Linked DNA regions of Rattus norvegicus: region 1 is linked to region 2. A link is a contact called in public Hi-C data. All regions are on one chromosome and are shown on one strand. The core of a region is the stretch at or near the end of the contact, and the rest is flanking DNA. Distances in the headings are between cores, read along the strand shown. Region 1 holds the start of Cfap77 (cilia and flagella associated protein 77). Region 2 overlaps Cfap77 (cilia and flagella associated protein 77).

What was found. A called contact is a pair of places that touch in the nucleus more often than the background predicts.
Region 1: a Hi-C map of Schwann cells shows a contact between it and region 2, with 5 times the contacts expected there. The contact joins the promoter of Cfap77 here to the enhancer-like site in region 2. A contact is called at or near these places in 8 of 12 Hi-C or Micro-C datasets (the A7r5 cell line, the Rat2 cell line, Schwann cells and 5 more) and 1 of 1 datasets of contacts at active chromatin or transcription factors (oligodendrocytes).

Annotation. Positions count from the first base shown.
Region 1 is chr3:32,777,770-32,783,801 of GRCr8, forward strand. It overlaps Cfap77 (cilia and flagella associated protein 77), which reads right to left and starts at 1,492. Exons shown (of 6, transcript NM_001127563.1): 1 at 1,267-1,492. The coding sequence starts at 1,461. It overlaps Ttf1 (transcription termination factor 1), which reads left to right and starts at 4,878. Exons shown (of 12, transcript NM_001427196.1): 1 at 4,878-4,915.
Region 2 is chr3:32,663,385-32,669,063 of GRCr8, forward strand. All of the region lies in intron 5 of Cfap77 (cilia and flagella associated protein 77), which reads right to left. Among named protein-coding and RNA genes, the nearest start is that of Barhl1, 20 kb to the left of the region's middle. Within about 2 kb of position 1,332, at least 11 of the 93 cell types and tissues checked have an H3K27ac peak or open chromatin away from gene starts, as enhancers often do. A contact at or near this core is called in Schwann cells, where this site is marked.

The DNA.
Region 1 (6,032 bases), core at 242-2,741, 110 kb after region 2:
ATATGTGTCACCTGGTATGAACGTTACCCAAGAATTCACTGTGGAAGTGACTCTATAATGCCCTTCCTCTCATATTTAAGTGGGAAGGAGCTGCACACTAGTGACACCTGCTTAAAGCGATGTTGGACTAGATGCACCAGGTCAGGAGGATAACAGCGGGGACGGGGAATGCACTCTCAGAGGGGAGGGGTAAGGGAGGAACTCTTGGAGGGAGGACAGAGGTGAGGGGAGGGCAGCATTTGGGATGTAGATAGATAGATAGATAGATAGATAGATAGATAGATAGATAGATAGATAGATAGAAGTAATGTTGGAAAATTATTAGTACTGCCATTGATAGGCGGTACTTGATTTTCTCCTTGGCCTAAGGCAATGAATTCCAACTGTCTGTCCCAGGTCCCTGCTGAGATTAGTAATCGAAGAAGTAAGCAAGACCTATTCCACTGTAGAGACAACTCAGAGGGCCAGTGCTAAGAATGCTGCTGCACGGGTTCACTGTATCTAGATTCTATCCTCCGAGGAGCTTTAATTAGCCCAGAAAGTTCTAATTATATAAGTCTGCCTATAGTCAGAGAAACCATCAGCGCGCCCATCCCTCTCCGGAACCTGGGAAACCGAGCTCATTTTTAGAAGCATACTGCCCTCTAGCGGCACAATATAAATTTGCTCCACTAAACTTCAACTTTACTTTTTCTGTCTCCCCGCGCGTAAAGAGTCCACCGCCACGTGTAGTTTTCAGGCAGGCAGGAAAACAAACAAAGGTGCGGGGAACTGGCACTGAAAGGGAAAGTGATCCGTCTATAAACGCTGCTCCCACGCGAGTGCCAGCCCTGTCTCCTAGAGGGGTTTGGATCCCACATCCCGACACACTTAGGGTGGTGATGTGATGCTTCCGCGAGAGTCCCAGAGCACCTGCTGCATTGTAGACCAGAGGTGCTGGGGAAGGTGGGTCTTGGGTGGCAAGGGCAAGGATGGGTACCTGAGATCTATCACCCTGCGGGTAGATCGAGCCCCGTAGATATTGCTCTATCCATAGTCTTTCCAAGTCGTGGGGAAAGACCCCACTAACGTGTGCCACTTGAGACACAGAGGTTCCTGAGGTTCAGGGACCGGCTACGACTGCAGAGAGTCCAGGCCTGTTCCACCCCAGAGCAAGTTTCCAACACTGCGCCCAAACCCTGGGCCCTGAGGACAGGGGGTTCAGCAGCCGGAAACCATCGGCGGCGTCGGTGCCCGCGGAGGGGACGATCGCGCCCGGGCGCTCACCTTGACAATGAGCGGGTTCTGAAACATGGAGTCACGCACGACCCCCAGCCTTTCGTTCTCCATGCCCGGGCGGATGTCGACCACCGTCAGCGGCCGTCGGGGCGGCGGGCAGATCTGGCTGACCGTGCGGTGCACGGGCTGCTTCTTCTTCTTCCATCGCGAGAGGTCTTTCCGGGGTTTCCCCGGGTCAGGCATCCTGGGGGTCTCCGGGATCAGACCCTGGCTGCAAAGTCCACAGAGTTCTGCGCTGTCTGAGGACCCCAGCCCCGAGCGTGCGCGCGCTCCGGGCTGCACCACGGGGACCCTGGGGTGTACCCCGTGGCAAAGCAGACTCCGGAGCAGAGCGCGCCCACCTGCGGAGCCTCCGTCGAACGCTTAAACCCCGCCAGTTCTTCGGAGAGATTTGGGCACCTCGCTGCAGATTGAGACAGGGAAGAGTGTCTAGACTACCCCTTTCAGAGAAATGGAATGTCCCGTCTCCTTGGCGACAGGACGCCAACAGCTCAGGAGCTTCCGGTTTTCTTTCCAGAAATTCTTAGCAACCACAGAGACCTTTTAGACTTGTCTCGAGTCCATATGGAAAAACCCAAGAATCGAATCTAGGTTGTGTTAAAAGAAAAGAGGTTTATCCTTGGCTTACACCCTCCCTCTAACTACCCCACTCTAGTCACAGTTCCTTCCCCCTCTCCCTCTCCCTCTGTGATAAAACACCAGGACAAGGAACAACTAGAGAAGGAAGAGTTTATTCCTGCTTATGGTTCTAAAGGGATACGGGTCCCCTGTGGCAGGCTGGTATGGTGGCTAGAAAAGGTTTCTGAGACCTCACATCCTGAACTCCCCAATCATGCAGGAGGGAGGGAGGGAGAGGGAGAGAACACTGGAAATAGCAGGAGACTTTGAAACCCCAGTGACCTACTCCAGGAAGGCCATACCTCTAGACCTCTCCAAACATCTCCACCAACTGGAAAACAACTGTTTAAATAGATGACACCATTCTCATTCAAGGCGAACCACTGTAGACCCTGAAGATTTCAACCTGTATCGAAGGCATTTTCTCTTGGGGCATTTTAAAAACCATTTAACAATTTCATGCGTAAGCATGACGAGCTGTGTTCATACCATCTCCTTATTCCTCTCCCCAGTTGCTGAACCCTTCTGGTCAGCAAGTCCCTCTTCCACTCTCAGGTATCATTTTGTGCCCCACTGAATTCAGTTAAGGCTGCTGACCTAAGCATAGGAGAGGGTGACTTACACTAGGACATAAAGTCCTCCTTGCCCCCCAACAACCATTAACTGTCAAGGGCACTTTGGGATATGACCAGGTCCTCACCATGGCTACTGATTAGGAGAGGGTTGTCACTGTGCAGCCCTCACTGGCCTGGAACTCAGAGATCCATTTGCCTCCGATGCCTGAGGGCTGGATTAAAGATGTGTAATAAAGGGGTTGGGGATTTAGCTCAGTGGTAGAGCATTTGCCTAGCAAGTGCAAGGCCCTGGGTTCGGTCCCCAGCTCCAGAAGAAAAAAAAAAGATGTGTAATGAAGCTTTGCAAGTCCACAGCTCTGTTATAAAGACTCTTTACAGATTTATGTGTATGAGTATATTTGTCAGCACATGTGTTAATGCATCTATGTCTGCCTGATGCCTGCGGAAGTCAGAAGAGGATTCTGGATGCTCTGGAACCAGAGCAATGGATGTTTGTGAGCCTCGGTATAGTGCTGGGTCCTCTGCAAGGCAAACAAGTGTTCTTAACCAATAAGCTCTCCTCCAGCTCCACGCTCATGGATTGTAACATGGTGCAGTAATGATGTCTATTATGCAGTCCATATGAAAAAATAAGAATTCTTTTTGGAGGCTCAATGGTTAAGAGTACTGCCTGCTCTTCCAGAGGACCTGGTTTCAATGCCCAGCACCCACATGGCAGCTCACAACAACTGCCTGTGACTCTAATTCCAGGGGATCTGACACCTTCACAGACACGTGCAGGCAAAATGCCAATGCACATAAAATTAAAATAAAAAAGAATTATTTCTGTAAAATGCTCCCTTTTATTGTACGCATATGGATTTCGGCCTACGTGAAAGTCTATGCCTCAGTGCATGCCGTATATGTGAGTTCATTGTTCCACCTTCAACATTAAACACAAAAATACCCACTTCCACAAGACTCTGAGTTCACCTCGGAGCAAGATGCACTGACAACCAATATGAACTCCAAGGCTTTGCCTACCATCAGTGGACACTGTCAGTGCCAAAGCAGACAACATAGACGTCCAGCTGCTCAGACAAGGCTTGACACAGACCTGCAGGGATGCAGTGTGTCTACTTACGGTTTTCCCAGGCTGCTTCACTATGTAACCCAAACCTGTGATCCTCCTGCCTCAGCCTTACACATGCTGGGATTACAGGCATTTGTTACTTCAGCTGGCCAATTGTGCTTTTTAAAAGATTTTTTGAATGTATACGAAAGTTTTGCCTGCATGTGGTATATGCACCATGTGTCTATACCTGGTGCATGAGGACATCAGAAGAGGGCATTGGATCCCCTAGAACTGGAGTTATGAGCAGTTGTAGGGCACCTTATAGGTTCTGGGAACTGAACCTGGGTCCTCTGGAAAAGCAGTAAGTGCTCTTAACCACTAAACCATATCTCCAGCCCATTTAAATGAAAGATGCTTAACAGCTCACACAGAGAAAGTCACAGTAGTTTGAAGGAGAATGGCAAAGTAGAGGGGAAAGCATGGATTGTATCCCTGGGCCAGATAAATCATCTTACCAACTTGCCAAAAGCCTCAAGTTTTCCCACTACAAAATGGGACTGAGACAGTATTACCTAATAAAGATACCTACGACATAGGATTCTTGTAAGAGTAAAGAATAAAACTTATGGCTTTTAGGCTGCTATATAGCTCAGTTGGTAGAGTGCTTGTTCAACATCTATTAGGCCCTGGGATCTGTCCTCAGCACAATAAAAAACCTGGTGTGGTGGTATCTGCCTGTTATCTCAGTTCTGAACGTAGAGGCAGAGAAGTTCATGGTGTGTTTGAAGGCACCCAGGCTACATGAGATCCTATCTCAAACAAGAGAAAGTCTTTCGACTTTTATGACCACCACACAAAAAGCTTAACGTTCGGGTGATATTAGCTCTAATTTGATAATTTGATGGCCCAATTACTTTTTGACTTATTTTTTTCTTTTCGAGATGGGGTTTCTCTGTGTAGCCTTGGCTGTCCTGGACCAGGCTTTGAGATCTACCTGCCTCTGCCTCCAAGTGCTGGGATTAAAGGCGTGTGCTACCACCACCGGGCTGCTTTTTCTTATAAGTTAAATTTTGGAGTTTTTTTTTTTAAGACAGGGTCTCACTGTAGACTGACTTCAGATTCGCTATGTAGATCAGGCTTGCTTCGAACTCACATATACCTCCTCTGCTTCTGGAGGGCTGGGATTTGCCTGGCTTGCTTAATTAGGACACACTTTTTCTCTATCCTATACATTACGGCAGGAACATAGGTAGGCAACTACGCATGCGCCCAATCCTTGCGCGCCGCCATGTTACTATGGCAGCCGGATGCGCAGCAAGACGGAAGTCAGTACAGTATTTCCGCCTCACAACACTTCCGGGTTGAAAGACGAGTGCTACACTATCTCAGGGTAGGTTGGACGAGCTTTCATTGAATTTCTGCCCCCCAAGTGTGGCGGGCGACTGCGCTGTGGCCTTGTTCCAAGCGAGGCCGCGGCCTGAGGCGGATCGGCCTGTTCCTCGCCGCCGGGGGTTGTGGGGGCCTGGGGCCCAGGCCGCGGTTTGCGGGATCCTCGGGTCGCTGCCTCGGGGCAGGGGCATAGCAGGGTCAGTCAGAAGCCAGGGCGGTGAGCAGAGGCTGCGTGGGGCCGGAAGTAGGGATAGGTGATTTCCGCTCTTTAGTTGAAACTGAGCGCTCCTCGGGAACCCGCTGGGCTGTTTGGGAAGTCTGTGCCGAAGGGATAATGGGACCCAGTTATGGAGTCCGTAACGGTACCCTGTTAAAATGGCTTTTGCACCGAGGCTAGTCACCGGGCATAAAGGCATTGAGAGGTCTCTCGTAGGAAATCAAAACATTGTTCCAAGAAGAGAGGATGCCAGGAAATGCACAGCATGGGTCAGGCTATGTCATGAGGAACTGAAGGCCCTGGAAGTCTGAAAGGATGTTGATTTTATATAAAGGATAACAGACAAAAGAATTAAGGTTGAGCTGGCTCAGCAAGTAAAACTTGCACAAACATGAGGACCCGAGTTTGAACTCCTAGCTTCCCCACTTACACCCTTCTCCTGTGCATTTAGTGAGGATAAGTAAATAAGCTCTTCTGCATAAATCCCTCCAGTTCCTCAAGAGCGGGTAAGGGTGTGGAGAGATGATTCAGGGGTTAAGATCACTTGTTGCTTGTGTGGAAGACTTGGGCCTGGTTCCCAGCATCCAAATCTATATAGTAGTTCACACCCATCTATGACTTAAGTTCCAGGGACCTCCACGATCACCCAGCAGACATGCATTCATTTACACAACATATACTATTTTCAAATTAAAGGCAAGGTTCAGAAGGGGCAGTTGTAATTAATTTTACTGAAAGGGCCACAGACCATGGCAAAAATTCATTTGGGGCCAAAAAGAGCTCAACAGCTAAGGGGAAAAAAAAACCCAAAAAACAAAACCCCACTAAACAATAACAATGTGCTGTAACAATAAGGATGTGGAGGAAAATAGGGAAACCGCTCCTACTGATGGCTCCTGGA
Region 2 (5,679 bases), core at 82-2,581:
GCTGGTCATGGGCATCCCTCACCTGCCCTGTTCTCAGTAGTACCAGGCTAACTGTGGGGCAAGCCACAAGCACACACCACTGTAGGACAGCCTCTGTACTGGACTCACTCACAGTGGGAGCTTGGGCAGGCCTGCACATGTAGCACGAGGTTCTTTGAAGCATGATCTTCGTTCAACATGAGGCCTGGTACTGGATACGTGGTTAAACAGGATGGACCCAATTAAAAGGGATATAATTCACGTGGCCTCGGGTGGGAGGATTGGGAGGGGAAGGTAGGCTCTAGAGGGCAAACAGTGTCAGCAGAAGGGAGAGGGAATGTATACCTCCTGAGCTTGGAGTCTAAGAAGTGAGACTCTAGGGATATGCCTAGTGGCCAGCCTGTTGACTTACCTGGAAGTCATCTCAAGTAAGTAGGCCTCTAGAACAGAGGAGTGACTGGGGGTACAGCTCAGCAAATCGTGTGCTTGTCTAGTATACATGAGGTCCTGGGGTCCCCCTAGCAGTGCATACACTGGGCGTGGTGGCATACTCCTGTGAATCCTAGCACTGGGGGCAGAGGCAGGAGGATCAGAGGTTCAGTGTAGGTGTTGGGGTTAAGCTCACAGTCTTCTGTAATAGCTCCCCTTACAAAGGAGCCACTTGCGGCCCTGGAGGAGCCCGGTAAGCATCAGCCTGAGAGCCCCTGCATGGTCATGACCGTTAGACCCTGTGGAGCCGCTGGTGGAGAGCCGTGGAGTAAGGAAATTCCTTCTGAGATGCTTCTAAATTAAGCCATCCGCGGTCTGTCTCCGCCTGGAGCTAAGAAACTGTAATGGCTTTGGCAGGAGAGAGCTTGGCTGAGTGGAGCTCTGAGCCACTCTGAGGTCAATGCAGGTAAATAAGAGTATGACCATAGCAGCTTCCTAGCAGTCCAGGGAACACTGCAAACCAGTAACCCTACCCCTAGTCGACAACGGTGTGGCCCTGCTTAAAGGCGGGACACTGCATGAATCTAAACATTTTTCAAAGATGGACCTGAGCGTCCGCTCCACGGTGCCCTAGAGACACCACAGAGGAAGACAGGACAAGCCTGGCCCACACTGCCCAGCGGCACAGTTGCTAAGCACACAACTGCTGAATTACAGCTTACACCGGAGCTGTTAAATGAGATCTGGGACAGGAGAATCTAACTTTATGGGCATAGGCAGAATCTCTAGAAAGGATGAGAACTGCCCAGGGGAAGGAAAAAGAGAAATGTCCCAGACAGGAGGGGTTAACCTAAGGTCTGAAGTGGAAGGAATCTTGGCAAATTAGAGGAAATGAAAGCAAGCAAGTGTGGCCTGGGTCAGTGAGCCCAGGCAGGGAGCTGACTGGCAGTGCCAGGATAGATTTATCCCCAGTGTGCCTGGGGTCACCATCCCTTCACAGGCTGCGTCCTTTGTTCCCTGCAGCTGGATTAAATAAAAGAATCTCAGAAATTTGGGGCTGGCAGAGACTTTGTGAATGCAACACACCACTGGTAAAGAGCTCCCAGCCCAGAAGCAGACAGCAATCTTGAGTCTCCAGTGAGCCAGCCTGGCCCCTCCCCCTGGCCCCTCCCCCTCCCCCGGCCCCTCCCCCTCCCCTGGCCCCTCCCCCTGCCCCCTGCCCTCCACCTTATCCTGCTTCCCCTGGGCTCCCCCCACAAGCACTCATTCCCTTCTAACAGTCATTCTCTTTGAATGCTGTTCCTACCCGCAGTCTCTAGACCTGGCTAGACTTGAACTCATGTTATGGCTGAGGATGACGATGAATGTCTGATCTTCCTGACTATACTTTCCAAGGCCAAGTACACCATCACTCCTCATTTAAAACATCCTTCCCTTGGGCCAAGTGTATTCTGTATTACAGACACGCAGACTGAGGAGAGGCTTGTGGAAGAGACTTGGATGCAGAGCCACACAAAGGTGACATGGGAAGGCAGGGAAAGGAATGTATGCCCCGTGATGATAGGCTCACGGGTGGAAGACACGAGTGCGTGGATGCCAGCATGGAGGCCTCCATGGCCCACAGACACAGGCTCATGGGATCTCAGAGTGATGGGGAGGGGAGCGGGGACACCACTCCGGGTCCATAAGATCAGCAGTAACTATGTCTGAGGTTGAACGCAGGCATGCTTGCTGGTTGGTCGCAGTGAGAAGTACCTGTAATCGCAGGAATTGGGAAGTAGAGGCTTGTTTGAGAGCAGCCTGTGCTACCTAGTGAAACCTCATCTAACAGAACCAGAGGCTGGCCAGACGGCTCAGTCAGTAAAGAGCTGCTGCCCAGGCACGAAGACCAGATTCCCAGCAACCACACAAAAGCCGGGGGCAATGGTAAGTGCGTATGATCCCAGCACGGGGGACGTGGGGACAGCAGATCCCGGGTACCCATTGGCTAGTCAGACTAGCTGAAATGGTGAGCTCTGGTTCCAAGGGGAGACAGAAGCAACAGAAGAAGTCGATCTCTGGTAGACACAGGGGAGCGTGCCCCTCCCCACACCCAGCTTACAACACACACACACACACACACACACACACACACACATGAAAGTCTCTTATAAGCACCACCTGTCAATAAAAAAAAAGCTGATGGCCAATGAGATGAGGCAAGAAATAGGAGGTGGGACACTGACAGGAAGTGAAAGGATTCTGGGAAAGGGGGGAGAATAAAAGGAGATGCAGGGAGAGCTAGAGGAGGAGACCCTGAGGAAGAAGCGAAGGAAGAAGCAGGCCAGGACTGAAGGGGAGGTAAGTAACCTTGTGGAAGACACAGAATAGTTTGAATGGGTTAAATAAGTTACGAGCTAGTCAGGGATGGGCCAAGGTTTGTGGCCTAGGCCTTTATTAATAAATAGTTTCAGAGTTGTCATTCCAGGAGTAGGAGCTGGGAAGGAAAACATAATTTTTTTTTTACAGCGCGCACACACACACACACACACACACACACACACACACACACACGCACACGCACCCACACACATGCCCGTAAGCATGCATGCACCCGGACACAAACGTCCTGCCAGTGGTTTTACATCACAAGAGAACCTAGAGAGACTTTTCGGAGTGTCCTCTAACGGTGACAGAGGAGGTACATGTGACATGGTAACATGGAATGAACACTGGAACCCAGAACACATCTCCTTGACAGGACCAAGCCAACGGAGCCTATCGGACTGAGGCAGTGGACAGTGCGGAGACCCCACCGCCACAGCAACCCTTAAATCGCAGGGAACCGAAGTCAAACAAAGCCCGGCTTCCATCCACACGGCTAGCAGCCACTGGGGAGGTGACCACACTCTCTGGATTTATCTGAATCAACAGGCAGACACTTCAAAGCCACGAGGCTGTATGGAAATAATCACAGAAAATGGCTACCGACTAGAACATAGGGCCGATGTCGTTTAAATTTATGTATTTTGATTTTATACATACAGGTTTTTTGGGATTTGTTTTGTTTTTTGTTTGAATGTATGTCATGGGTGCATGCAGAGCTGGGAGACACCAGAAAAAGGTGTCAGATCTCTGGAACTGGAGTTGTAAACCACCATGTGGGTGCTGGGCATTGAACCCAGGTCCTCTGGAAGAGCAGCCAGTGCTCTTGAAGGCTGAGCCATCTCTCCAGCCCACTTTGATATGAAAACAGAAGAGAGGTGAGGGCATGGGGCACCGGTCAAGTGCAGATGGCCTGTGGCTGACTGGGCGGCCTGGGTGCACCTGCTCAAGGTCAAAGGCTCGTTTGGTTTTCTCCCCTTTCTCTTTTGTGGTTTCCACATTTCTTCAGCTTGAGCCTCTGCTACAGATGGAGAGTTTAAGCTGCCATAGTGGGGTTCTTCCAGGGACAAGGGCAGCAGGAATTGGCCACAAGCTTCAAAATGGAGTCCTACAGTCTGCTTGGGTAACTGCCAGCGTTGGAATGGACTGGTGCGTGGAGCACACAGCCCCTCCCATGCTTGCAATGGCCAGGAAAACTCAAACCCAAGACCGTGCACACACCCAGGTCAAGCAGCTTTTCCACGGAGCTCACTAGACTCCCAGTCTCTGACACATACCCATCGTTGGGCCCTCTGACACTTGGTTACACATGGTCTCCAACTGGGCCCCAGCTTTCCAGAGACAGGTCTGAGGCCTAACAAGGTGAAGAGAGGCTTGAAGGAAAAATAGCCAGAGTAGGGGAAAAAAAAAAGAAAGAAAATCTACCAAAGAGCTCGGGGGAGGGGGGTGACAGCCACTGAGGTTTAGTTGAGTTTCTTAAATGACAACCGTGCAGGTGACTGGGACAGCGATCCTGCTGTAAAGATTGAGGGGCTGTCTGCTCTAATGAGAGGCACTTGAAAATTATGGATCAGTCCCAGGCCAGTAATTTCTGTCAAGTTCGGGGCAGCTGGAGGTCAGAGGCCCCAGTAGAACACTAGTCAGGGCAAGACCTCTTTGGCGAACAGGCTGGAGCCTCCCCTCTGATGTAGCAGGTTGTGGGTTAAGTAATTAATGAGGAGAACAATCTCTCCTGAGACATCTGGTCCCCTAAATTGTTATTCTGCTACTGGCTCCAAAAATAGCAGAGCAAGGACACAGAATCCGACCCTCCCTGCTGACACACACTGGGGCTTCAAAGAACAACTGTGCGGGCAAACTTCCTGCCTCCCTGCAAGGGTTCTGTTCAGCACCAGTCCTGACTCATGACTGGAAAGGGGTTGGGGGAGGGACCACCCTCACTTGACAAGACGGGGGACTGAAGTGCAGAGAGACAATGACTCTCTGCAAACCTGGAGAGGTTCTGCTACTAGAAAACCAGGTCTGTGTCTACCCACTCACTAGGCCAGGAGAAATCAGGGGCATTTGCGCCTCTGAAGATGAGACCCTGGGGCTACAGAGACAGTTCAGTCGGTGCCTGCAAGCATGAGACTTGAAGTCCATCCCCACAGCCCACATAAAAGTTGGGCAACACTCGCCTAGAATCCCACACTGAGGCGGCAGAGTCAGGCAGATCCCTGGTGTTCACTGGCCGGGCTGTTCAGCATACTCAATGAGCTGCGGGTCAGAGAGGTGTTGCCTCAAACAAGGTGGAGGGCAATGAGAGATACCTCTGCAGGGAAGGTGAGTTCGATCCCTGGCACCCGTGTACAGATGGAAGGAGAGAACTTGAGTCCATAAGTTGTCCTCTGACCCCTGCGGTAGTGTCATGGCCCACACATGGTCATCACACACGCACACACACACAATAACAAATGAATAAAATAATTTTAGGAGAGCAGAGATGGGAAAGGATGGGAGGTGGCAGGCAGAGGAAGGCACTGATCTCAACCTCTGCCTTCCATATCCACGAGTACACACGTGTGCGCACACATACACATGCACACACGGCACACAAACAAGTGAGAATCTACCGGGATCTCTCCATCACGTCCTAGGAGTGGCTATAGCCGGTCTGCAGCAGTTGAAAACAAAATTCCACAATAAAGCCATTTGCTGTTGCCGGGGGAGGTGGATAATACTACAGCAGCCTCAGTCATGAGGTAGGGTGTATAGCTGGACTTCCCACAGACATCCAGGTCAGGCTGGGCTGTCCCTCTAGCCACAGACTGTGTCTGTGTAAGTGAGATCTGAGGGCATAACAGACTCCTACCATCAGAGGTCAGAGAGCAGCCTGCTCTGTCCTCCATGGTAGAGGGTCTGCACAGA